Linked DNA regions of Lactuca sativa: region 2 is linked to region 1. A link is a contact called in public Hi-C data. All regions are on one chromosome and are shown on one strand. Each heading gives the region's core, a stretch centred on a gene start, on an enhancer-like site or on the middle of the called end of the contact. The rest is flanking DNA. Distances are from core to core; before and after follow the strand shown.

Region 1 (2,865 bases), core at 247-2,746:
TACTTGTAATATTATAAGCTATTTAAATGAATATATAAATTTTACTGCATTAAAATTGTAAACACAAGTTATTTTATGAAAATCAAGTACTTTGAGGCGAGTTTAGTAATTAGTATTTTTGCAATCTGTAACGTACTATTAATTTCATCACATCATTCTTTAATATGATGTAAATAATAATTAACAGTACACAATGAAGTTTAATGTAATTGTGGTGGAGTATGAAAGTTGTAGTTGAGAAAGGTATATATGTTGGTTTATGTGTGTGGTTGGATTTAGTAAAAAGAAAGGGTTGCGTTTGCAGCATATAAAATTAAAATTGTGACGAGAAACATGTAGGCTGTCTTTGTCTCTGGTTATACCATTACTATAACCTTAATAACAATAATATATAGATATAATAGATAGATATAATATATAGTAACATGGGGATGACCCAGACCCAGTTGCTTGGGTGGTGACCACCCTTAATACGTTTTATGGTCATTGGACCACCTCACCCTTGGCTTATTAACCTAGCTATTATAATCAATCAATTATCTTTACAAACAAAAACATACAATTGTCACTGGACCATAGATTTTTTCTTCTTTTTGCTATTTTTTAAGATATGATTATGACCAAATTAGACGTGCATGTTTCTAAGATAAAAGAAGGAAGTTATATATAGAGATACATCATATATAAGACTACATACATATATAGATTGCATATATAGATTGTTGAGTGAAAAAAAAAAAAAGTACAGGGGATGGAGGGCATTAAAGTAAAAAGAAGCATATATATAGCTATATAGGGGGTGTCATTGAACAACATGTCTAGGGCTGACAATGAAAACTATAACTCAAAACATGTAAGGAAAAAGAAGGGGGCACCAAACCAAACCAAACCCCAAGGATTATTAACATTTACCTGCCTGTATACACAAAGCTAACTGCCAAAACACCTTTAATTTTCACAACAGAAAAACACTACTCACTACTAGATACACCTCCTTTTACTACTGCTATGTAACTTTCAATATATATATTAAATCAGAAACAAAGAAAAGAAAAGAAAGAAAGAAAAACCACCTTTACTTTACCCTTAGTGTGTGAGGTGTGTCATTATGGAATTACCAATTACAATGTCACCAACCCAACCGGTTAACATGTTTATGGAATAATAGAATCATGGCAAACGCTTATGTTAACTTTATATACTCCTAACTTTTTTAGCTTATAAATATTAAAAAGTTAGGTTGGTTTCGATTTTAAATTTCAATATGAAAATTGAGTTTTAGTTGGGTTGACACCGGTTTGATATTATTAGATAAGCAATAGAGAAGTGTGGATCGAAGTGAAGTATTGTTGGAAAAAAATTATAATGATAATAGTAATAGTTATTAATTAAAGCCGAGAAGTAAAGTAAGTGAAGAGTAGATGCATGGGTTCCCTTGGGTTAATTGGTTATATATAAAAATGAAAGTGCGATTGGTTGGATCCAGATCTGTTGGACATGGACTGCAATTCTTAATCTTGTTGTATAAATTACTATAAACAAAACATGGGGTTCCCCCCTCAACAATCCCCATAAAAAAAAAAAACACATCTCTTCTGCTCTGTTCTTCTCTTCTCTTCTCTTCTCTCCTCTCCTCACATGAGCAATGCCTGCACCCTTAAGAAATCCCAAACTTTCTTCTTCTCTAATCTTCTACTTCTTCTTCTTCCCTGTTATCTGCCATTCCATTGATATACAGGGTCAAGCTCTTCTAACATGGAAAAACACGTTAAACAGCTCCACAGATGTATTGAAATCTTGGAATCCTTCTGACCCAACTCCTTGCAATAATTGGTTAGGGATTCAATGCAATTCAGATGCTCATGTGGTCGCTATAAAATTAAACTCTCTGGATATACAAGGACCGCTACCTTCAAATTTACAGCCTCTTAACTTCTTGAATTCCCTTATTCTTTCATCCACCAATCTCACTGGCACTATTCCCAAAGAGTTCGGAGATTACCTTCAGCTTACGCTCATTGATATATCCGATAATTTGATTACTGGTTCAATCCCGCCCGAGATTTGCAGCCTAAACAAGCTGCGAACTCTGTCTCTTAATACCAATCTTCTGGAAGGTGGAATCCCTCTGGACATTGGGAATCTTTCAAGTCTTGAAAACTTGATGATTTTTGATAATCAGTTGAGCGGTGAGATCCCAAAGAGTATAGGGAAGCTGGAGAGGCTTCAAGTTATTAGAGCTGGGGGAAACAAGAATCTGAAAGGAGAGTTGCCGGAGGAGATTGGAAATTGTAGCAATTTAGTGATGTTGGGTCTTGCAGAAACCAGTATTTCCGGCAGTCTTCCGGCATCCATCGGAAAGCTGAAACGGGTCCAGACGATAGCTATCTACACGTCGCTATTGTCAGGTCCTATTCCAGATGAAATCGGGAACTGCACTGAACTCAGGAATCTCTACTTATACCAGAACTCCATTACTGGTTCCATCCCGAGGTTAATTGGGGAGCTTCGAAAGCTTGAGAGCGTGCTGCTATGGCAGAACAGTTTAGTCGGGACGATTCCAGAAGAAATTGGAAGGTGCAGTCAGCTTTTGACCATCGATTTATCTGAGAATTCGTTAACCGGAAATATTCCGACGAGTTTTGGAGGGCTGTCGAAGCTTCAAGAGCTTCAGTTGTCGGTGAACCAATTATCAGGTATGATACCTCTGGAAATCACAAACTGCGCTGCTCTGACTCATTTGGAAGTTGATAACAATCAACTGACGGGAGAGATCCCCATTTCGATCGGGAAATTACAGAGCATGACTCTGTTTTTTGCTTGGCAGAATAATCTTACAGGCAACATTCCAGAGTCTTTATCCCG
Region 2 (2,865 bases), core at 184-2,683, 180 kb before region 1:
TGACATTCCTAATCTTGTATGAATGAGACATACTGAATCATGAGAAATTACATTCTAACCATGACATACCCTTTCACTTTGACTCATAATGTGTTTCTAAAATGAAAGACTTAAGAATGAGAAGATACATTCTTGGAATGTAAAATCTATCTGGATAGATTGAAATTAATGTTAAAAATTTATATACTTATGCATATATTGACAGCATCTTGAAAGAGATCAAGATAGAAGATTCCTTTGGAGGAACCTTCACATTGTACATTGAACTGAATTTGATCAAGCCTCAAAAACTATTGGATTGGTTGTCTAAGACCATAAATATAATTGGTATAAACTTGAATTGATATCTAACATCCCCCTCTGACACCTATCACAATATTGTTCGCTTTGGGCTCCCGACATGAAAACTTCCTAGGTGGTCACCCATCCTTGGATTGCTCTCACTCGGGCATGCTAAACTGTAGAGTTCTTATAGGATCTGTTGCCCTCACGAATTTAAAACGCGTTGTGACAAGAAAGGTATCCATACCCCTTGTAAGGAAATGTTTTTTCCTCATAGGATTAGGTGCAACCCACATTCACCCCCCTGCATTATAGGGTTCGACGTCCCCGTCGAACACGTCGACCCGTGCCCCAACTCTGATACCATTTGTAACATCCCCTCTAACACATATCACAATATTGTCCGCTTTGGGCTCCCGACACGAAAACTTCCCAGGGGTCACCCATCCCTGGATTGCTCTCGCTCGGGCACGCTTAATTGCGGAGTTCATGTGGGATCTGCTGCCCTCCGGGATTTCGAACACATTGTGACAAGAAAGGTATCCACACCCTGTTGGGGTTCGAAGGTTGTGAGATGTCGAAATTATCTTTGTTACTTGTAATGTAGAATTTGGATTGTATTTTATTTTAAGGACTACTTTGTAACGAAGCTTAAATGTCGACTGTCCTTATATGTTTTGTGCTTTCAGTTTTCCCTATAAATATGGGAAGGATACTTTTAGAGGTTAAGAACCTTATCCTGATTGTAATCATCTCTCTTTTCCTGTTGTATTCAACTGATCAAGCAATATAACGTGCCAAAAAAATTATATTTAGATCTGGTGTTCTAAATCATTTCATACTTTGATTTTATTTGATTACTCGATTCAATTGGAACTACAATTGGTATCAGAGTAGGAATCAAACTGTTTTGATTTGATTTTCTTATGTCTCAAAAGCTTTTTGAATCTCATTCTAGATTCAAAAGTTTTCGCACTTTTGATCTTGAAAATCCTTGTTGATCTTCAGTTCTGATTTGATTATGCATTTCGATTGACAAATTGAGTGTTTGGTGTTCATTTGCTTTTGATTCATCTTGTTAATCTCAAATTTGTTACACTTTTCTCTGAAATCGTCAGTACATCAATGGCTAATTTCAAAATGAATACCATGACTTCTTTCTCTCATTTGCTAGGGTCTTCAAAAAAAGATTCCTATGCTTATTCCAGAGTATTACGATCAATGGGCGGATCGAATGGAGGATTATTTGAATGAACTCGATGAAGAGCTATGTAAGTGCATTGCTGATGATGTTTATCCATCTCCATATGTTCAAAGCATTGGTAATTTTGCATCAACTCAAAGTGTTACTGAACAAACTGAAAGGTTACAAAAGATTGAGAAAAGATGCATGAGAGCTTCATGGTGCTCTTCCTCCTATGGTGTATAATTACGTTCAAACCTGCAAAACCTCAAAACAAATCTGGAATACACTGAAGAAAAAGTACCAAGGTAGTGAGAAGACCAAAATTAGTTCAGTCAAGCAATGTCTGATTGAATTAAGGGATGGAATTACTAGGTCTGCTATGGAATACAACCTTACTTTCACAATAGGGCTTCTCAAGGAGTGGAGGAATGTAAGCTTAATGATGAAGACACAACAAAGCTTCGATTATTTGACTCTTAATGATCATTACAACCTGCTAAAAGCTCACGAAGCTGAAGTGAATGAAATAGCTGAAGAGTTAAAGATCAATCTGGGAGGTCCATTAGCATTGGCTTCGAAGGTATCGAGAAGAGTAGGTGAGATGGAAGCTACTGAAAAAGGAAAGCTCTGAAGACAAAGGTCTTATCGTCAACTTTGATGACGAAGCAGTTGCTTTTTACTCGAACAACAAAGTAAAGAAGTTTTATAAGAAACCATTCGATGCTAAGTCGAAAGCTGGTGAAATGAAAGGAAGTAACACTGGGAAAGTTAGTGATGAGAAGACATTTGAGAAGAAAGAGGTTAAGGGTGAAGATTTGAAACAAGAAAAAAAGATAAAGGGTGATCCGGGAATTGATTGTCACTACTGTCATGGAGCAAATCACATGACCAATGACTGCATGCTGAAGAAGAAAGAAGAAAAGAAGAATATGGTTAAGGATGAGGCATACTATTCTGAAAGGCTGGAAGAAGTGAGGGAAAAATCGAAAGGGATGTCACTGGTAGCGAGAGGAGAAGATGAGGATGAGGGAAAATACCAAATATGGTCTTCAGGCTCGGATGAAGAAGAAATGAGGAATCCAACGCATGGAGCCATGTTTGCAAGGTATGAGGAGGATGAAGAACAGAAAATCACTTGGTAGTTACTTTGTTTCGACATCAGGGGACAATGCACCAATGATTTCGAAGGTACGTTCTCTACTTCAATCCTTTAATATTTCTTCAAGTACTTATAATTCTATGTTAACTAAGTTTGATGTTGTTGTTACTTATGTTAATAATCTAGGGATTTCTGCTAGTAATGAGGCTAAAAAATCTAGTACTCGGTTACTAGAAACCCAAAGGATGTTGGAGGTGAAGAAGGCTAAAATAGACCATCTAGAGTTGCAAATAATGAA

What was found. Hi-C and Micro-C count contacts between places; a contact is called where the count stands out from the background.
Region 2: a Hi-C map of leaf shows a contact between it and region 1, with 3 times the contacts expected there. The contact joins the promoter of LOC111895143 here to the promoter of LOC111912508 in region 1. A contact is called at or near these places in 3 of 4 Hi-C or Micro-C datasets (leaf and seed).

The regions. Positions count from the first base shown.
Region 1 is chr5:2,441,810-2,444,674 of Lsat_Salinas_v11, reverse strand. It overlaps LOC111912508 (LRR receptor-like serine/threonine-protein kinase RGI3), which reads left to right and starts at 1,496. Exons shown (of 2, transcript XM_023908240.3): 1 at 1,496-2,865. The coding sequence starts at 1,646.
Region 2 is chr5:2,623,091-2,625,955 of Lsat_Salinas_v11, reverse strand. LOC111895143 reads right to left here and starts at 1,433. Exons shown (of 3, transcript XM_023891239.1): 1 at 1,380-1,433. The coding sequence starts at 1,433.